Linked DNA regions of Sus scrofa: regions 1 and 3 are each linked to region 2. Evidence: chromatin contacts called from public Hi-C data. All regions are on one chromosome and are shown on one strand. Each heading gives the region's core, a stretch centred on a gene start, on an enhancer-like site or on the middle of the called end of the contact. The rest is flanking DNA. Distances are from core to core; before and after follow the strand shown.

Region 1 (4,037 bases), core at 623-3,122, 85 kb before region 2:
GATATCAGTGATTTATTCAAGTAATAAAGAATGTATTTATTAATCAAATATGTTAGTTTTCCTGCAGAAGGTCCTTTGTAACATAATCTCAGGAATTGTACAGAATATAATTACAGTGCATGTATCATCCTATAATTAATGATTACTAGCGAAGTTTAAGAAATACTTCCAAAACAGTAAAAAGTAAAAGTAATATAAAATTCCCCAAACAAAATGAAACATATAAAAAATTAAACACTTGATGTTTTCCAAATAATTTAAAATAATAAGTAAGCTTATTATTGTAAGAGAACACAAAGGAAAGGTGTTTAATAATATTTTTTTGAAAAATCATTTTGTACAGAATAATATGATATAATGAATATATTCATAATAACTAAAAGGTAATAAAAGATAATTATTTAACTTAGTTACATTTCCATACAGGATTAATTTTCAAGTGCCTTTCTTTATCCCTGTTTTTGCTTTTTACTAACACAAGGAAAGCTACTAAAAAGTCTTAACAGACAAAATGAAAAGTAGGCTTATCACAGGGGAATCAAACTTTGACATAATAGTTATTGAAATTATATTTGGAATGTAGTTTATAATCCTCCTAAAATATTTAATTAACTTGGGTGAAAGTATTCCTTCAATCAATATTTATTATGCACCACTGTATATCTTTATTAAGTTAGTACTTTCAAGGCTCTTGGGATTCATGGATAAGTGAAACACATTCCCTGATTTTAAGAGACTTTCATGCTAGGTGAAGTCAGAAAGAGAAAGACAAATACCATATGATATCATTTATATCTGGAATCTAATATACAGCACAAATGAAACTTTCCACAGAGAAGAAACTCATAGACTTAGAGAACAGACTTGTGGTTGCCAGTGGGGAGGGGAAGGGAGTGGGATGGACAGGGAGTCTGAGGTTAATAGATGAAAACCATTGCCTTTGGGATGGATAAGCAATGAGATCCTGCTCTATAGCACTGGGAACTATATCTGGTCACTTATGATGGAGTATGATGGAGGATAATGTGAGAAAAAGTATGTGTGACTGTGTCTCTCTGCTGTACTGTAGAAACAGAATACTATAAACCATCTATAATGGAAAAAATTAAAATCATTAAAAAAAGAGACAAAGAATAAATAATATTTTATGGTCCAAGATGGTTAACCCTCTGAATTTAACAAAGCTATTCTGAATATTTAATAGTGTTCATTTACATGGTACTTTAATTTTTAATTTATATCCATTTAGAAATTTCAAAATTCATGAAAAATAACAAAATGAGAGAAAAATTAAGATGGCAGTTGAAAGCAACATTCTCTACCTAATAGTTATGAATTATATATTTTTTTTGTTTGATTAACTTCTTCAAAAGATTTGATTTGGTTACGGCTAATGGAAATTCTAATGCATATATGTTGTGTCCTGTAACCATTTGCTTATTTCAATTACTTAATAACTAACTAACTATAGATGCTAGATTGTACATGTTGGCCTACATAATGATAGGTTAGAATCTGAGAGAGTATTCTAATAGAATTCATATATAATGTGGATTTCCCCCAAATTTGATGGGTTTCTTAGACCAAAGACCTCAAGAAAAGAAAAGTACATGCATAAAATGATAGTGTTCCCTATACACCTGGAGGGATTGCACAGGAAAAGAACAGGAAGAATTTTTCCTAATTTCATTCAGGCCTAAATATGAAGACATGAACAATAGATGCAACTTGGATAGATTTCCTGGGTGTTTCAAATTTGAAAGGGATAAATAAAGTATGTTAAAAATATCCACTCTAAAATATCTGAGATAGAATTTTCTTTGTAAAGGTCTAATGAGCCAGGAAGTTGGACTAGATTCCTTCTCAAGGTCATGCCAACCTTTAAGAAATTTCTGCCTTCTCTTCTGTAAGAACAGAGCCTCCTCCTCTCCAACCCCCACCCTGATCAGCTGAGGTAACTGGCATTTTGCGATGGCTTTCTTAATGCTAATACCGTAATAAACAGTGCCATCTACTGACTAAATTATATTATTGACCACCTCCCAGAAGGAGGAACTATTCTTGGGATTATAAATCCTAAGAGGTTTGTTATATTCATTTACATGAGTAACATGTTATACACACTTACTTAAAGTTACAGGGAATGTAGATGTAGTATGTTTTGGACTTTTTTTTTGTTTTTTTGGTTTGTTTTGTTTTCATAGATGAGAAGATTTAGATTCAAAAAGATCAATCAATTTGCCCCAAATTTTGACATGGCATTTTTCAGTGAGCACCATTGTGAACTGAACCCTAGGAATGGAAGGAAATTTATCACTTTGGAGATGGAAATCAATCTGCAAAGTTGTCCATCCATTGGGGGAAAATCTGACAGATGTGATTAATGACGGAAGTATGAAATCAATAACAGTGAGGAAAGGTGGGAAATTGCTGATGTAAAGGTTTGGGAGGACATGCTCACATGTAGGCTTAAGTAAAAATAATGATAGAGGAAATATTAAGTCAAGGCTATTTTGTTTCTTTCTTCTTAAATACAGAGAGTTGGACCTACTTGATGATGATTGCAAAAGCTTGATTTGTCCTCATAAAAGTATGATATGTAAAATGAACCCATTTTCCTTTAAGACATTTCCCATCCCAACTTTACAGCTCAAGAATTAAAATAAGTATAATCATATTATATATAACTTCTCCATTTATACCAATCAGGTAAGCAAAATACAGCAAAAGCAATGAATATTTTCCCATTTTCATTATTAGGAATTAAACCATGTTTGGTTTATATTTGTGCCCAAGACATAAGTTATTTATTAGATTACCTCTAAATATTCAATTCCAATGGACTCTTACTTTTACCCTTCATAGCATCTAAGTGCAGTGTGTCTTATTCAAGCAAGGGACTTAAATATTTGTGAAGTGAATGCTGGTGGAAGGATAGTCTGCCTTCCCACTTAAGGTAATAAGTTATCAGGCTGATTACAACAGACCCAGGTATTTCGTTGTTGTTATTGCTTTTAGGCTCATACAAGTTTAAGTAAAACATACAAGAATATTAAAAATATAAACATACCAAATTAAGGAACTTAGTGTTAACAACAGCAAAATTAATCACATTAGAAATTATTTCCAATCATAATAGTCAACCTTCATCGTGATCTCTTCTGTCTTCTACACTTGGAAGAAACTAAAACACTGAAAACCCAAGTTTGACTTTGAGACTGTGTGAGCATTTAGGATTTCAGAACGTGGCTTTCTTTCTCTGCAACCCATATCCCAACACTTTTCTGTGAGTCAAACTAGAGTCTCCTAAAGGAACCAGAATCCACCAGGAATAAGGTGCCAGTGATAATAACAAAAGCATTGGGGAAATGTATTTTCAGAAGGGGTGTGTTGCTTTGAGAACATACATGGTATTGAAAGTGATCTGGGGACTAAAGAGAGAGCCTCTGCTGAAGGCACATTACAAGTCTCCACAAAGATGTCCTTTTGGCACAGAATGAGGACAGAACCCAGAAATGCTGACTGCAGCAACTGGAGCAAATCCTGAAACCACACGACCATTTAACAGAACACGCAGATGCTTGTTCTCTGTACATGTATATTGGGGTTTGGATAGGATTTCAAAATAATTCACACTCAGCATCTTCTGTTCCCAAGATCTTATTTGATGACCCCTTCTCTTTCCATTATTTGATCAAAAGACATGGAAAATGTGATTCTTTTTATTCCACTTTCCTATTTATCTCAGAATTAAGTTTTATGCTCTGTTTTCCATGTATACTATTGCATTTACGTTCTATGCCCTTTTTAGCCCTCTATTGGCAGAAGTTTTATATCTATTTATTTGATATTCATTTGCAGATGACAGGAGAAAAATGAGAATAATACCGTGCAAACATGCTTCTACTTCTTGCTTTCTTTCTATTATGGTGAACTTCCCCAATCCTCAGACATCCAAAACTGAAAGACATTTACTACATGATTAACTAACATCTGCAGGCTAGTTATAAGGTGCTTCATATAAATTTGGTAGTTAA
Region 2 (3,686 bases), core at 1,141-3,640:
AACAGGTTTGGCTGTAAAGGGAAAATTATTAGTAGATTATAGATATGAGGATCAATACATTTTGTAAGATGATAATTCCAATAAGGAAAATCTACTAGAGAGGAACACATTCGTGATGTAAAAGAAACAGGGTTGAATTGTCTCATTGAAGCCTTTGAGGAGAGCAGAATGAGCAGAGAGGTTGGGAGGGACAGCAGAGTCTGTGCAAAGGCACAGGTAGGTTTCTGATTTGCTGGTGGGATAAAGAAGGTATTCCTATCAGAGGGCTTCAGTTTTCTTTGTGAAGCAGGAGGAAAGTCAGCAGATGAACACAAGAGAAGAGGATGGGACAGAACATGAGACACCAGTGTTGGAGATGAGGAAAGTGAACACTGGGGAATTTCATAGGACTGGAGGGTAGTGTTGAGTGCCCATATGAGAAATACTGTGAATTTAAAGTAAAACCATTTAGCGAGTTGTGAATTTTTTCTCCAGCAATGTTCAATTACTTTAACTAGGAGTAACTGGATAGCTAATCAGGGTGCTGGAGTTGTCAAAACAAACAGATTGGACAAAGTGAGAGAGAAGCAGGGATGTTGAGTGTCTGCACAACCATCATCTCTCCCTAATGTCATCAGAGTAAAACAATTACTAAGGACCTTCTCTTTGAAATCCACTGCTAAATACAGTATTAATGGAACTCATGGAGTTCCCCAGTGGCTTAGTGGATTAAGGATCCGGCATTGTCACTGCTGTGGCTCAGGTTGTCACTGCGGTATGGGTTTGATCCCTGACCCAGGAACTTCCATATACCATGGAACCTCCCCCCCCCCCAAAAAAAGAGAGAGATAAATGTCCTTCTTTAAAAAAAAGAAAATAAAGAATGGAACTCATTTTTCCAGAGGTTATGGCTACATGTCCATAACCTCCACAGTTTTCAATGGAAAGAGGAAAACACAGTGGTCTGCTGCCTTGAAAATTCTGCCTGGCTTTTAGATTCCACTTCCTTGTATTTTCAGCCATCATCTGACCATAAACCGCTATATCACATATTTCTTTTTCTAGTGAGATATTGAGAAATTATCTGTCACCCTGCTCAGATAAAAACTTGGTTGCTATGTATTTGTTGAGCCTCACACAATTCCTGATCAAGAGAGAGTTGGCCCCTTTTTCATGGTGACAGGAATCAGTGTGAGAAAATTTCAGATACTAAAGATTTGATAGGGGCTAGAGCATCATGACCAACCAAATCATGATGGTGTCCTCATCAAATAGTACTTATCCTCTAAAAGGCTCACTGTAAGGTCACTGCACTTCTGATCTAAACCAGCAGAGAGGGATTCTCTGCAGGCTGGTGATCTATCTTTAGCGCTCACTGGAGTTCTTGGCTCTTCTAAAGCTCATCATGTGAAATGTTTCAGTCATCTTTGACAATGTTATCACCTAACATGCACATGAGATCTACTTAACACCACTAGTCAGTCGGAAAATATAGTACCGGGCTCTAAGATCAGTTGCTCTAGACTGAAAATCTATCTCGACCACAACCAGAATGACAACAGGGATTTGCTCATCTAGTTAGTTTTCTTCCATAGCTTCATTTGGTGATTGGTAACTATAAGTACCAACATTTATAATGGTATACTGAAAACCATTCCAAGTTTTTTATATTGATTACTCATTTAATCCTTGCCACAACCTTACATGGTAGGTACTATCATCATTTCTATTTTAAAGGTAAGGAAACAGAGTCACAGATGGAGTAAGTAACCTGCTCAAGGTGAAGGAAATATGTATCAGAGCTCAGATTTGAACCCTTGTATCCTGGCATCAGGAGGTAGAAATAATCACATGATATGGCCCCAATAATTAACTGGGCTTAAATAGAAATAGTTAACTTATTAGATTTTGTCACCCTGTTTCTACTAAAATTTTATTCCAGAAAACCCTATAATTAAATTATTTTTAGTCTGATCATTTAACTTGAGAAAGCTGTGTTTGCATGAAAAAGAATCAGTCTAGTTGACCTAACAGAATTCCCTAAATTCTCCTTTCTAAATGATAGCCAGAAAAAATGTAAGTTCGAACCATATAAAATTGCTTTTATTTTACTTCTTTGACTAACAGAACAGGCAATTTTGTGTGGCTCAACTTAATACAAAGGGGAAGCTACAAATTCATATTCAGTCTAGCTGTCTTTTTATTTAGCATCATGATGATTTTCACTGCCATTCACGATCTCTTTCTTGGCATCCCTCATGTCAGGTAAAACTACTATCTCTTGGTGACAGAGAACAAGTCAGGGCCAGGGGCCTAGACTGTAACTGGGGGATAAAATCATTTCTTATAAGATAGAACTTGGCCTCTGATGTCTGAAGAGTCCTAACCTTGGCCTCATTCGCCCTGGGAGCTCTTCAGTACAAGTGCTTAATAATGTGAGATGTGACTTGCCTATGAAAGTAGATTCAACCCAAGCCTTTATTATTTTACTTCTTTTCAAAGAAACTCCTCTTGAAACCTAACAGCAAAAGAGGCACATTTTCTGATTGAAAAGTTAATTAGTTATAATAGTTCAGAGAATGCCGTAAAACACTCAGAAACCATAACACCTACAACATGCTAAAATCCTCATTTCTTCCACAGGATTTTTCAATGCTAAAAACAGCATCAGTGCCAGTATTCCTGGCAAAAACATTGCTAATTGATAATCAGAAGAATCCAGCTAATGTGTTTACTGAGTGTGAACAAGAAAGGTTGTCACATTCAGAAGTTCCAAAATAGTTTTCTTTCTTTAGAAAATGCGTACCTTCCCAGGACATGCAGCAGCTCTCTCATGTGATTTAGTCTGTGTCACTGGCCCCAGCTGATTCAGAACAGAGGTGACTTCTGGGCTATTGCAAGTGCCATTTTCTGTACTTGGCAATGGTGGCAGTCTGGATGTCCTCATCACGTGAAAAGGTTGACAGCACAGTCATTTTAAAATTTGCCCAGAAACCCTATAGAAGGTATGAAAGGTGGCACCCAGAAGATAAATGGTAGGATCAGGGAATAGGAACGTGGTTGTTATCGCTGACACAGACCATTCTTCCTGTCGCCAAGATATCACCAACACGTCTTTCACTGTGAGGTGATAGGTTTGGGAGATACAAATAAGAGCATATAATTTTTATCCACTTCAGAAGGAGATAGGCACAAACACCTAAAAATGACACTCTAATACAAGGCCAACTCTAGAAGAGCGAATGACACTTGGTTTTATAATGCCATCTTCCCAAGTTTCTAATGGCCATTTAAACAAATTTGTGTTGTTAGACAAAAAGATGTATAATCTTATAAGCATTTTGGAAGCAGTCTTTTTCAGCCATAATATATTAATATATCACACTGGAAAAATTGTCTACAACTAGAGTGATGAAAAGAAAGTAGGAAACAAGCTTCTAATAGTTGGAAGAAAGTACACTTTCTTCATAACACTGAAAATAGTCCTGCTCTTGGCAGGAGCTTGGATACCCTATAATCCAATTGCCTTCTCTTTAGAAATAAGGAAACTGAGCCCAGAAAAGCTAAGCAATATATACATTTTAAAGAGCATTTTATTAAAACTCAATAGAGGAGTTCCCTTGTGCCACAGCAGGATAAGGATCCTGCTTATTGTCGTCCCTGAAATGGCTCAGATGTGGCATACTTGTATTTCATCCCTGGCCCAG
Region 3 (3,736 bases), core at 454-2,953, 120 kb before region 2:
ATTGCAACTCTCCTTTCTTCCATTAACTGTGAAGAAATCTGGGGTCTGGGGAAGGGATCCTATCCCTAAGAAGATCAACCCCATGTTATTGGTAGCTTAACTGGTCTTGGTGGCAAAGATCTGGAAAAGGAAAAGAAACAAGTGGGTCTTAGGTTAACACTAACAAGAAAGAGGAGATAAATGCTGAGCCATGCTACATTTAAGGAAGACCTTCAACTTGGAGGTGAAGGTGAGTAGGATAGAGAGCTTCCACCTCTATTTTGAAATGAAGGGAGGACTAAGCATGTTTATCTTGAATTTGCCTATATTATTCAATCATTTCTGGCATGAGATTCCCCACTACTCACCAGGAGCCTCCTCACACCCAGGAACATATGTTTTCAATTGGGAAGTGCTTGCAAAAAGACCACCTGCCAGCAAAGGGAATGTTTTTCCTCTCCCAGTGGGGGGCTTACAGACAGGTTTTAATGTAGTTAAATAGGAACAGAGAAGCCTGGGAGAATGATGTTACAGGCTAGACTGCTTATTGAGATTTATTTTTAAATAGAAAAGGGAAATGTGTAAGGTATTAAAATGATGGCTTTTATTCCCTTTATGCGTCCTCCATCAGAACTTTGAGTCCTTTCTTTCCTCACACCTCCTCTCCATATTTCTTTGTTCAGTTGTGTTTGGTGATATAACCCAACAGTTTTAACCTAATAAATAAAATATTTTTAAAGTTTCCATTCTGAGAGCTACTGCTCTAAGCAAATACAAAACTCTGTGGTTGTGAGTGTAGATGAAAACAAATCCTATTGTTTACACTGTTTTTATTATACCATCACCAAAAGTGAGGAGGGAATTGCGGAGGCTATTGAAGAGCTAGCACCTGAAACATTTAAGTATTAAAATTAACCTTAAGCACCAATGGCAAACTTTTATGCACAGAAGAGAGAAGTTGTTTGTGGGGGAAAGGGAACTGAGAAGGAGAGGAATGCGGGGAGGAAGAAACCAAATACCCTCCAAAGAGTTTAGGAAGGGGGGCCATTCCTTACTTATCCTCCTGATTTCAGCCGTTTTCTTCTCACAGGTACTCAGTCATTCCATGAAGCGTAAACAGATGCTGGGAGACTGAGTTCTGGAGTTTGATAAAATGTTTTTTTTCTTAATTTTGCTGTTTTGTTTTGTTTTATTGGTCGTGCCCAGGGCATGTGGCAGTTCCCAGGCCAGGGACTGAACCCTGTGCTGTGACAATGTGGGATCCTTAACCCACAGGGAATGCCAAGAAGAAAGGCTCCTTCTTAGGAAAAAAAAAAGAAGAAGAAGAACGGAATGAGGAAAACTCAGCCACAATATTTGATGAGATAAAAAGCTGTGGGTAAAGATTTCACTACACATATCATTTTATACAATCAATCTCACAATCAAATAGCTAGAGGGAATGCTTCCTCCTTGGACATTCTTGGAGTCCTCCTCATCCCCCGCATTGGAGGCTTTTCTATTAATCTCTTAAATCCAGGGAATGCAAGTAAAACAACTCTACCAGCAGTGATAGCCTTGTCTGAGTGGACTAGCCCTCATACGAATGCTGCAGGCACATTCCACAGGGATGAAAGTGATCTCAAACACCCCGCTACAGTTGACAAAATCTAGGAGGCAGGTGACAAAGTGGTGACACAGTCAATGATGACAGCCAAAAAGCAGTTCCAAGTTAATATCACACACAGACTTGCGCTTGCTTCACTCTGTGTCACATTGTTATGTGGTAGAGACAAACTAAAATGAGGGGGTGAAAAACTCATTCCACCAGCCTTCCCTGTTGTGTAATAAGATTGCAGTACAAAGGTTTTTCTACCCATGGGAGGTCTTTGAGTATTTCACCACCCAGGAACCCAAAGTTAACTAGATCAACTGCTTAAAACAATAAGTCTAAGATTCTGTATTGCATTAGCTCACCAAGCAAAAGGGAAGAGAAGAAACAGGAATATAATAAGGAATTAGGTAAACTTCCTATGCTTACTTTCTCATGACACTCTTCTCTTGAGAATTCATAGGCTAGCACTGTCTTACAATAACTTGCCTTAAAAGTGACATAATAGAAGTGTGTGCAATTAATTCACATTTAGTGACCTCAGAACAGTCTTTCATAAGACGATGTGTAGTCACGTCCCTGTCAAGGCAACCCTTGGTCTATAACCTATAGGAAGCAAGGAAGGAGAGTATTCCAGAAGCATCCATCACTTTCTCTTGTATATTATGGAACACCTATTGTTTACTGTGAGTTTTTGTTCTTTTGTCTCAGAAGGTTCATTCCATGTGCAAGCCATGAGGTTCATACCTTCTTACTTTTCAAGAGGGGAAACAAAATCTTTTACTTTTTCCAAGGAAGCTAGCTTTTATGGAGTGTATTTTCTTTTAGCTAGGTAACTCAGAATTGCACATCTCACAAAATCCTCTCCTTTGGTAGCATGTCTCCAATATTTGAATGAAAGAAAAATGTTGTGTTTGAGGATGAAACCTATTATCTTGTTCAGAATACCCACAGAATGTGAAGAAATGGAAATCAAGTTTTAGAACAAAGTGAATGTCTGAAAAAAATCACTGTATTTTCCCATTCAGAACTTTAAGAACTTGAATTTAACCAAATTGACCTTTCAGCCTGTTTCCTACCCTTCCTGTTCCTGCCTCTCCCTTTTAACCTCCTTCCTTTCCTTGACAAACATTTATTGATGACCACTTACTCTGTGCCAGGCAATTGTGCTAGGCTCCAAAGGTGGCAGAAAAGGAATCTAAGATGAATGAAAAATTTTGTCTTTCACATTTCACTTCATACATTTCTGAAATATTTGTGCTTTCTCCCACCAAGTATGTATCACCTTATGACATTTTAAAAAGAACTTTTATAAAAAGTAAAATAATCATGATATCCTAAAAAAGAGGTCAACACATTTTCTGTAAAGGGCCATGTAGAAAATATTTTAGATAGTGAATATTTTCATTATCTGTTTGGAACTTACTCAAGTCTGCTACTATAGTGTGAAAACTGCCATAGACAATATGTAAAAACATAGGTGTGGCTATGTTCCAATAAAACTTTATTTACAAAAAAAAGTGGCCCAGATTTGGCCCATGAGCCTTAGTTTGCTGACACCTTATCTAAAAAATTGAGACGGGGTCTGTCTAATCCAGGGATTTTTTTTTTTTTTTCCCATCTGTCTTTTCTAGGACCACACCAATGGCATATGGAGGTTCCCAGACTAGGGGTCCAATCGGAGCTGTAGTGGCCTGCTTACACCACAGCTCACAGCAATGCCAGATCCTTAACCCATTGAGCGAGGCCAGGGATGGAATCAGAGTCCTCATGGATGCTGGTCAGGTTCATTAACTGCTGAGCCATGATGGGAACTCCCAGTGATTTTTTTCTGGAAAAATCTAATCCAGTGATTATTTCCAATAGCATCATGTACAAGCCATAGTAAAGTACTATGTTAAATATCAGAATACACTGATCTTAAAAAAAATATATTAACCATTTCTGGGCTTCAGTAAAGATAGGTATATTGTCATAGAGTTCTATAAAGTGGGAAAGCAAAATTCATCACCACCATTTGGAAACAATATACGACAAGGAAGTTACATATAGTGCCTACAGCTCACATCTAAATACCAACCTCACACTCAGAAGTATGAAATGTTCAGGCCAAGCAGAGCTTTTCTGCTCTGCCCATGTTACAGAGACACCTCATTTTTACCTTCT

What was found. A called contact is a pair of places that touch in the nucleus more often than the background predicts.
Region 1: a contact with region 2 is called in a Hi-C map of heart right ventricle, with 6 times the contacts expected there. The contact joins two enhancer-like sites. A contact is called at or near these places in 2 of 47 Hi-C or Micro-C datasets (fetal heart ventricle and heart right ventricle).
Region 3: a contact with region 2 is called in a Hi-C map of heart right ventricle, with 9 times the contacts expected there. The contact joins two enhancer-like sites. A contact is called at or near these places in 2 of 47 Hi-C or Micro-C datasets (fetal heart ventricle and heart right ventricle).

The regions. Positions count from the first base shown.
Region 1 is chr1:40,513,221-40,517,257 of Sscrofa11.1, reverse strand. No RefSeq gene overlaps it. Among named protein-coding and RNA genes, the nearest start is that of HSF2, 330 kb to the right of the region's middle. Within about 2 kb of position 1,872, at least 2 of the 83 cell types and tissues checked have an H3K27ac peak or open chromatin away from gene starts, as enhancers often do.
Region 2 is chr1:40,429,150-40,432,835 of Sscrofa11.1, reverse strand. No RefSeq gene overlaps it. Among named protein-coding and RNA genes, the nearest start is that of HSF2, 250 kb to the right of the region's middle. Within about 2 kb of position 2,390, at least 4 of the 83 cell types and tissues checked have an H3K27ac peak or open chromatin away from gene starts, as enhancers often do.
Region 3 is chr1:40,545,383-40,549,118 of Sscrofa11.1, reverse strand. No RefSeq gene overlaps it. Among named protein-coding and RNA genes, the nearest start is that of HSF2, 370 kb to the right of the region's middle. Within about 2 kb of position 1,703, at least 10 of the 83 cell types and tissues checked have an H3K27ac peak or open chromatin away from gene starts, as enhancers often do.